Regions from separate parts of the Zea mays genome. Here all the other regions are linked to region 3. Evidence: chromatin contacts called from public Hi-C data. All regions are on one chromosome and are shown on one strand. The core of a region is the stretch at or near the end of the contact, and the rest is flanking DNA. Distances in the headings are between cores, read along the strand shown.

The links. Hi-C and Micro-C count contacts between places; a contact is called where the count stands out from the background.
Region 1: a contact with region 3 is called in a Hi-C map of leaf, with 4 times the contacts expected there. The contact joins the promoter of LOC542012 here to the promoter of LOC103633373 in region 3. A contact is called at or near these places in 2 of 25 Hi-C or Micro-C datasets (leaf and tassel).
Region 2: a contact with region 3 is called in a Hi-C map of ear, with 2.0 times the contacts expected there. The contact joins the promoter of LOC100285677 here to the promoter of LOC103633373 in region 3. A contact is called at or near these places in 5 of 25 Hi-C or Micro-C datasets (ear, endosperm, leaf and 1 more).

Annotation. Positions count from the first base shown.
Region 1 is chr1:32,169,096-32,172,217 of Zm-B73-REFERENCE-NAM-5.0, forward strand. LOC542012 (translocon of outer membrane of chloroplast35) reads right to left here and starts at 1,554. Exons shown (of 8, transcript NM_001111659.2): 1 at 1,424-1,554; 2 at 1,199-1,321. The coding sequence starts at 1,297.
Region 2 is chr1:32,122,472-32,125,673 of Zm-B73-REFERENCE-NAM-5.0, forward strand. LOC100285677 (zinc finger protein 7) reads right to left here and starts at 1,414. Exons shown (of 2, transcript NM_001314061.1): 1 at 1,253-1,414.
Region 3 is chr1:32,297,664-32,300,761 of Zm-B73-REFERENCE-NAM-5.0, forward strand. LOC103633373 (small nuclear ribonucleoprotein Sm D3-like) reads left to right here and starts at 1,435. Exons shown (of 5, transcript NM_001301604.2): 1 at 1,435-1,848; 2 at 1,948-2,000; 3 at 2,101-2,167; 4 at 2,263-2,319. The coding sequence starts at 1,690. It overlaps LOC100191929, which reads right to left and starts at 1,519. Exons shown (of 6, transcript NR_183654.1): 1 at 1,042-1,519; 2 at 862-944.

The sequences.
Region 1 (3,122 bases), core at 304-2,803, 130 kb before region 3:
TAACGTTTAGACATTGCACAGCTAGGTCGCCAACTCTAAGTGCGGACCTAGCATGCGTGACAAAGCTCTAGCAGAGACCAGTGGCGGACGGGAAGGGGGGGCAAAGTGGGCCATGCCCCCCCCTCAATTTTTAAAACCCCTTATACCTAATGTTAAGTATAGAAAAAACTAGAAATTTGGATGGGCCAAAACAGTCCCGTACGTCTAGGTTTACTCATTGGATCGGCTCAAACGCTTAGTCCTCCTGACTCTCATCCTAAGTCTCGATCTAGTCCTCACATCTATCTGTCCGGCTCTATTCTTTTCGATATCACCCGAGCCAATCCGCCCTGACACCCCCCGTTCTCGACGCCGCCCCCTTCCTGACTCCATTCTTTCCCAGAGATTCAATATTTGAATTAGATTAAAATATTCACTTTTGATTGTGAATTGGAGATTAGATAAATAGTTGATGGTTATTTCTCCTCTTTATTTAGATAAATGAGGATATTTTTTAACCGTTTTTAAGGGGTTCCACGACCGATGGTTAAGACAATACCAATGTGAACGACTCGTCTATTGCACAAATAAAAAATTTAGAACAATCAAGTGTTGGAATGGCATTTAATCTAGATGAAATAGTTGCATATCCAGCATTAAGAACACAAATTGATGATGAGATCATTATTCGACGATTGATGATGAGATCAATATTCAACGATTTTAGTGTCTCAAAACTAGAAGGATACAATTGCCTCAGTCAGCAACTCAGCAAGAACTTAGCGATATGTTTGCTTCTTTTGTTTACATAGTTTCTTTCTTTGAAGTTACGTGTATTGATATGAAACTTGAATTCTATGCAACAATAGTTTTTATGGTCTTGCTTAATTTTTTCGTGTGATTTTTTGGCCCTCCATGAGTTCTCGTCTCGCGTCCGCCACTAGCAGAGACAGCTCCTAAACTCTACAGAGCCATAACTCGCAAATTTAATCATTGCTGGTTCTGGGTCCACAATAGTATGAGTTAAGCAGACTGTAATGAGATTGAAGTTGTAGTACTTAGTTCGATGACATTAATTTTCATGCGTTAAGAAAAAATAATTCCAAGAACAATAATGAATGGACTTCCCATGGCACACATTCTCGGATGACATCTAGTTTAAACCGGAGGTGTTAACTGATTCACGCATAGAACGTTGCATAAACGCGTAGTGGAGTACCTCCTCCTTGAGTTTGCCGAGGAGTTCGTGCAGCTTGGTCTGTGTAGCCGCCGGAAACTGCTGCAGCCCGACCCACTCGCGCGGTATCGGCGACGCCATCCTCTCCTTTCTCTTGCCCTGCCACTGTGCCACAGCCCACAGGGACGAGCGTTCCACAAAATCAGAAAACAAAATTGCCAGAACGGAGCGGAGTGTGCGCGCGGCGGGTAAAGCGTAGATGCTTACCTGGAGACGCGAGGCCTGCAATGAAAGCCTAGAACGAGGGCAGGGTCGCTGCGAGGTCACGGCGGCGGGGGTTTATGCGACGGGAAGGGATAAGGAGATCGATGAGATGGATGTTTGGGTTTGGGTCCGAGGCTCGGGCCTTGCTTGGCCTCTTTGCTCTTTGGGACGGGAAGTCCCTGTTTCTTTTTCTCTCTTTTTTTGTCCTCTGTTAAAATTTAGATCTATCATATCGAATATTTAAGTGATAATTATAGATATTAAATATATTATAATTATAAAATTAATTTCACAGATAAAACTAAAATACGAGACGGATTTATTAAACTTAATTAAGTCTATATTTCATACTCTCAATTGATATTCAAATGTTTGATGTGATACGAGCTAAACTTTAGTCAAGACGTGTTTGGTTTCGATCGTATGTTTGCAAATGATTTATGAGATATTGGTATTCATTTTTATGTAATTGTTACAGACAAAGCATCGACGAGGTGATACGTGGCTGAACAACCGAGGGAGGGGAGGAGACTCTCTGAATCTCAAGTTGAGTTTAGATATATTAGATTACCTAGGTTTACAACTGCTAGAGACTTGGTTAAGCTACACAATGAAAAATTAAAGAACTTAAAAGAAATTGTTTTTCCTGGTGTGTCTTCTATTTGCTTGACTTCTGATATATGGATATATGGTCTGGTAATGCTAATGAAGACTACATTACTGTTTTTGCTAATTTTGTTAATGCTGGTTGGGAACTAAAGAAGTTTGTGATAGGTTTTAAATTGATCCAAGTATCCCATAATGGTGTTAACATTGTTGAACGCATTGCTTCTATGATTCAATGCTTTGACATGATTGATAAAGTGTTCTCTGTTACTTTTGCTTATATTATCACCTATGCTTGCTGGGTACTTGGGTGCTGGTATTGATCCAATAGATCCTAGTAACAAAATTTATAATGTTGTCCATCAGTGTTGTGCCTGTCACATAATTAACTTGATTGTGATATGTGGCTTGAAAAAGGCTTAAGGATTATTTAGTTGTGTTTAGAATTGCTATTAATTTCTTAAAATCTACAAACCAGAGAATTGGTTCATTTAGTAATTACTGCAAAGCAAAAGGTTGTAGATCTCGTAATTTTGGTTTGAACATGGATGTTAGATGGAACTCAACATATCTTATACTAAAGCATCTCTTGCCATATAAGTTTGTATTTTTTGTGTTCATAAATACAAATTGTGGTTATCCTCTAATGAATGAACAACATTGGTATGTAGATGAAAAGATTTTGGAGTTCCTTGAGTTGTTTTATGAATCAAACGTTGTCATGTCTGGTGTTTATTACCCCACCGGTCCTTTGGTAATCCATCACATACTTGAATTTGCTAGCCATCTGCACGAACATGAACATGATACTAATCTAAGTGTTATCGTTGTTCAAATGAAAGCTAAGTTTATGAAATACTAGAAGTCTATACCATTGTTATATTCTTTTGCATTTGTTCTAGACCCCGTAGCTAAGTTGAGGGGTTTGTATAATGTTCTCAAACTGCCTTCTCATCCTAACAATTATAATTACGGTACTTATTTTGCAAAGGTTAAGACTGAGTTGTATTAGCTATATGCCAAGTATGAAACTAAGTTTAGTGATGCTAGGCCATCCAGGACCACACATCAACCATGTATGATAGGTAAGAGAAAA
Region 2 (3,202 bases), core at 164-2,663, 180 kb before region 3:
CTCTAAAATCGAACCTTATCTAATGCTTCATCCGTTTCAAATTAAAAGTCATCCCAACTTGTAGAGCTAAAGCATCTGACCGTATTTGTATAATCAAATAATAACATTTATTGTACCAAATAAGTATTATTATATTCTTCAGTAATTGTTTTTTAGAGTATGCCTATTTGATGCCATAAATATATGCAATTCTCTATGTACTTTTGTTTAAACTTGAGATTTTTTTTTGATTCTCTAAGAAAGTTGGGGTATTTTGTAATTTGGATCGGAAGGAGTAGTAAAGTCCAAGAATAGCATATTCAGTAGTTGTCAGGAAAGATGGGAGCTCTGTTGTTCCTATCTAAACCACATTAGTTCAAATAATGTTGTACTTTAGGCTAATTCACCTGCTCAGAATGCAGTACCTAACCTTGAGTTAGATTTTAGTGTTCTCCAGATAATCCCACCACCAGCTCACAGTAATAAAACTGTAAAGGTTGAGTAACTATGCCAGATTACAGACAGCGTAACAGGAAAGACTCTCACTGGTATTTTCTGCATATATAATACAAAAATTTATTCGATGTAGCCACGAAATTACTGGTTGAAAATTCGAACAAGTTGGAGTACAGTTAGCTCTCTTAGACATAGCGCTGGAAGATAATGTCAGCAAAATTATCTTGTTTTTTTTTTGGCTTGGTACACTAGCAAAGCATCCGGACCAGCAGAGACTAATAATGATCTTATGTCACGAGGCATAGCAAGGAGACAGAAATATCTGGACAAGATATGCTATATTACCTGACTCGTCGGCTGCTGCATCTAGCACCACTAGGCGGCCCAAAGTAATATCAGGACAAAAAAAACATGATGGGGGCTTAGACAGGACTAACATGCAAGCATGTTTTTAGCATAGACACCAACGAACTAAAGTGATTTTATTTATTTCCATGTAAGAATTCCACTTCCATGTGTATGAACTCGACGGAACAATCTCGGGTTTGGACGAATCACGAGAGCAAAAGTTTTGGGAGGGCCTTGGTTCAAAACTCTTGGGGACCAAAATTCTACTGCAAGTACCTTGTGGTCGAAGCCAGCATGCCTAGAGAGAGAGAGAGAGAGAGAAGCAGCTATTCAGAGAACCGAGACGTCGAGAAGGCTAGGCCACGATGAACATGACATGAACTGGGTGAGGCAAGAACTCAAGGAAGGCTGCCAAGAAAAGAAAAAAAAACAAGAGAATCGGTGGTTACCAGCGCGAAAGCAGAATTACCTGCTCTACCACGCAGAAGCAGAGAATCCCGTGCAGCGCCTCACTCCACTCCCATCAGAGCCCAGGCCTTGTGCTCCTTACCAATTGCCCCTTGTTTGTGCTCAGCGTACCCAAGGGTGGAGAGAGAGATACTACTGCGCGTAGTGAGAGAGAGAGAGGTGGGGGGCAAAGTGAGGAAGAGGAGGGGGGGTGGTGTTTCATCAGTTAAAGTGGCACTGGCACCCCCACTGGCACTGTGTGGTGCTTGATTATGGAAAGCAGCAGAGGTTTGGTAAATTACTGGTAGGGGCAGGGATGGATGTAGGACAGTGATGCCGCGCTGCTCCATCTCACAAGTGGTGGTAGTACAGGCAGACCTGCAAAGGGAGAGGGAGAGGGATGTTGTATGTGTGTGTGTGTGCCTGCACTGCACTGCACTAAAGATGCACCAGGATATTGTTTGTGTGTGTACAAGTAAGTATACATACATAGGCTTGAGCTTTTTTTTCCATCCCTTTTGCTGTCTTTGTACCACCACCACTACTACCACCATCTAAGGAAAAGGGCACGATAGAAAGTGCCCACAGCTTGCAGTAAAGAGTAAACAACTGGGGGCTGCTGGATTAAGCGTGCTTCCACTTCCACCCATCTAAAAGCACTGAGTTGAGATGCTAATGTACTCGTAGATATTTCGTTTCCGGGAGCGAAGGGATAGGAGCATTGAAAAGAGAGAGGGATGAAAAGGGATTCAATTCAAGGGATGTGTGTGACTTGTGGGAGAGTTGGGAGTGGTAGGGGACCAGAGGTAGCGCCATGAGATTTTTGTCAGAATTGTGCCCCCCCCCATTGCGCGTCGCAGCTGTTCTTGCGTAACATGCCTGCGATGCGGTGCAAACTACAGCAGCACCCACCCCGCCCCGCTGCGTCTGCGCGCGTACTTGACTACTTGTGGATGGTGGTGGTGGTGGTGGTGGTGCCCATCACCCAGGCGTCCAGCAGTGGCATGGCCATGACTCACACGCAATGGCTCAGCAGCAGCACAGCACAGCCACCAGTTGTGCGTGGTTTTATTTCCGGTGGTGTCAGAAGAAAGCAGTTCGGGTGGGCAGTGCTGTGCAGAGGGGTAGCTTTTGCAGTTTTCCTTGTGCTGCCGCTCTGCACAACATGCCTGCCTGCAAGTTAACTCCGCCCGCTGGCCTCGTGCAGTGCTGACTGCTGTTTCTGATGGATGGATGGATGTGGTGGGATGGATCCGATGACCACCCATGCATTCCCTTTGGATGGTTGGAAGGGGGACAGACGGGCCGAGAAAAGACGGGGGGCAGTTCGTACGCCGGCCGAGGGCTTTGGGTGCAAAAGCCGAGATGGGTTTTTGTACAGTACAGCCATTGTGCGCGCTCTGCAAAAGCGAGGTTGCCGACTGCGGATCTGCACTGCACCCTGCCAGATCTGCAATTTATTCCTCAATCGTGTAGTAGTAGCAGTGGTACGCTGTACAACAGTGACTAGTGTTTTCGTATTAAAACCGACTCTCGAGCTCGGCAGTCAGCAATCTGCATTTTCGATCGGGGACGAATGTTCAGACAGTCTGCTGCGACGCACGCTGGATATATGTATGATGCTTCTTTCTGAGACCACCAAAAAAAAATGCTCCTCGCAGATGACGAGCTGCTCCGGCTACAGTACGTGGTACAGGTATGATGTGTCCTGTGACTGTTTCGCCGGGGAGGGAGACGAGGGAAAAGGAGATGGAACCACCCATGTGCTTGACGAAAGCACGAGATTGGTCATGAAGCGGTAAAAAAAAAAGAGTAGACAGATTCATTGCCAAGCGCCATGGCCTTTTCTTCATCAAAGGCTACATGCCGAGGAAAGACTCCGAAAGAGTGGTGCTGGACTCGAGCAACAAAAAGAAGATAAAAGGCACAGGCCCCCAAAAAAAAGGTATCCGCTAAGGTAAAGTGATTGAAT
Region 3 (3,098 bases), core at 185-2,684:
TGGGTGCAACAAATGAGAAAACATCAAGTTCCTCTAAAATGTAGCTGATAGACAAAACATCTTCCAATCTATGATATGTTAGACCATCATGCTTTGAGCCTGTCACTTGCATAGTGGCCATAGAATAAAAGTTGACAGGTTATATGACCAATACTAGAATATGTTTGTTACCTCTGTTACCCACATGGGTTTTGAGTCGTTGCTTAGGCGTTGAGACATACCGCAGGGGCTTGTTTGGGAGCAAGAATACCGGAAGGGATTGGAGGTGCTAAAATTTTCTTGCTATTCAGATTTGAAAAGCAAGGGGATTTTAGCCCCTCCAATCCCCTCTAGTATCCTTGTTCCCAAACAAGCCCCAAGTGTCACATGAAGCCACAGGGTCTTAGTTATGACATTGACCTAGGCATCACCTAGGGCTCCTAGGTGTCCAGGTTATACCTCCTGTGCTATAGCCTATAGGAGATCACATAGCCTAAAAAACATGGCTACCCATATTCCAAATTTTGCTTCTGCGTCTTGTACTGTTCCTAATTTCTGGTTCTCTAACTTATCTACTCAAAAGTAAAACTTTGCTTCTTTCCAGAGCCATTTAAAGTTTCGAAAGTAATCATCTTACTAAACAGGTGTATTGAAATCAAATTGAAGATGAGAGCATCAATAAAACTTTACAAAATTTTAATACGATCTTATCTGGCCAGTTCACGCTTTTCCATCTAATTAGGAAGTAGAACACCAACTAAACAACTGGCCCTTAAGGGGAAAACAATCACTACATATTTCAGATTTACAAAGCTAAGCAGGAAAAGCAGAAACCTAGAAGCACCACACAAATCTAAACATGGAAGGGAATCAATCACTCACAGATTTCTCGAAGCGAATGCGCTCTTCGGCGGTGCAAATCTCCGAGGTGCACATCAGTCTGTGCTCCTTCTTCCAGTAGAGATCTGCACCCACATCAGAAAAAAGAACGAACCAGTCAGCCCGAAACGGGGTCGCAAGCCAACCTAGGTCGGGGTCTCACGGAAGAGGCGATGCTCGCACCGAGGATCTGGAAGGCGGCGAAGGGTATCACACTGGACAGGGGCTGCAGGAACAAGGACGTGAGCGCGACGATCTGGCCCCGCACAGCGCGGGGCACCGGGAGCGTGACCAGCGCAGCCACCGCAGCTTCCACCGCCACCACGCACGCCAGGATCATCCATTGCAGCGCCATCGGAACCCTGCTCGAGTCGAAGACTCCAGAAAATTCTCTCGTGAACGGGGCAAGGAAGGAAAGCAGAACCGCGGGCGCCTCGGTCTCTCTGATCTGCGAGTTCGTACGGATGGGAAGAGAAGTGAATGTGCGGGTTGGTTCGCCTTCTAGTAGGTTCTAGGTGAGCGGATCACGGACAGGTGGATTGAAGACGCGTCGCATCGGTTTATTCGTCTCGGGCTCTCGGCGATTTGCCTCATCGCCAAGCGATTCGATGAGGTCGTTTTCGCGGCGACTTGGACCAGGCTCCCCTCCTCTCAAATTTGGGCTGGTATCCTCACAAACGGCCCGTTAAGGCCTTCCTCTCTCCTTTCTTTCCCGTTCGCCCTTGGTCCGCCTCGCTTCTTCTCGTGCCGCCTCCCCCTGTTTCCACGAGCTGGGGTTTTAGCGGCGAAAAGAGGGAAAAGAAAGCCAGCGAGAGAGACGGAAAGGGGAAGATGAGCCGGAGCCTGGGGATCCCGGTGAAGTTGCTCCATGAGGCAGCGGGTCACGTGGTGACGGTGGAGCTCAAGACCGGCGAAGTGTACCGGGGGTCATTGGTCGAGTGCGAGGATAACTGGAATTGCCAGCTCGAGAACATAACCTTCACTGCCAAGGTATGCTCTCCCTGCCCGCGCTACCTTCGGATCTGAGCTATATTCTCATGGATTATGGTTCCCTGAATATTTTCTTCCTTTCTGTTGGTTAATCTGCAGGATGGGAAGGTTTCGCAGCTGGAGCACGTCTTCATCAGAGGAAGCAGAGTGAGGTAATCGAAAAACTAGATTTGTTTCGTCATGCAATGTTGTTGAGTTACGGCGGCCTAATTTTTTTTTCTGTGTGTGGGTTTTGCTGCTGTTATGTTACAGATTTATGATTATACCTGATATGCTCAAGAACGCTCCCATGTTCAAGCGCTTGGAAGCGAGGATTAGGGTTTGTTACTGATGATTCCCTGTACCTCTTAGTGTCTTGTTGTGAGAAAACTAATGGTGAGATGGTATATAATTTTCTTGTTTTGTCGAATGTAGGGCAAAGGATCAGCTATTGGAGTTGGTCGTGGACGTGCTGTTGCAATGCGTGCTCGGGTATGTTGCTTTCCATTGTTTTGAGTTGTGACACTTTTCGCTTTGATTGTTTCACCAGTGTATCTTTATTTCATTACATAGTTTTCACTATAATGACTAACCTGTTTGTGTAATTTGCAAAAGAAAATGCAATGAGTATGTGCCCTTGTGAAATAATAAAGTTAACTGTGCATTAACTCTTTCCAAAGGCACCACAACACTTTTGTTGGTTGACTGCATAGAATAATCTCACTCATATCAGTTAAAATTATGAATTTATGGGGTATTTTTTCGTACGCTATCAAACATGTCAAAGATGAATAATGCTGCAAATCTGCTCATGGATAGCTAGAACATCTCCATCAGTTCTGTTATTGAATTCTAGTTTAATGGATAATTGGATATCACAAAATATTGGGGAGTTGTTTTTTTTGTTTTCTCATCAGTATGATAGCTAGAACCTCTCCATCAGTTATGTGCTCTTCATCAAAACACTGTTACTTTGGATCTCCTTTTTTTCCTCGCTCTACCTCAATCATTGTTTTTCCCGTTGCCTTTGGTTTGGCTGTATATGATTGGCTCAGATATGAGTACATGATATACATTACAAACCACTAAAACATATTCACTTCTATTGGTCCACCTTCTATAATTTGATTTTATCTTCTTTTGCCCGTGAGGCCATAACTAATGGAAACCTAAAATGACTATATAGGGTTGCAAATTGCTGCCTCTAGGGTTTCCATCGACCCTCTTTAATATAATTGTTAGTGTTAGACTGTGTTTGGGCCGACACCACT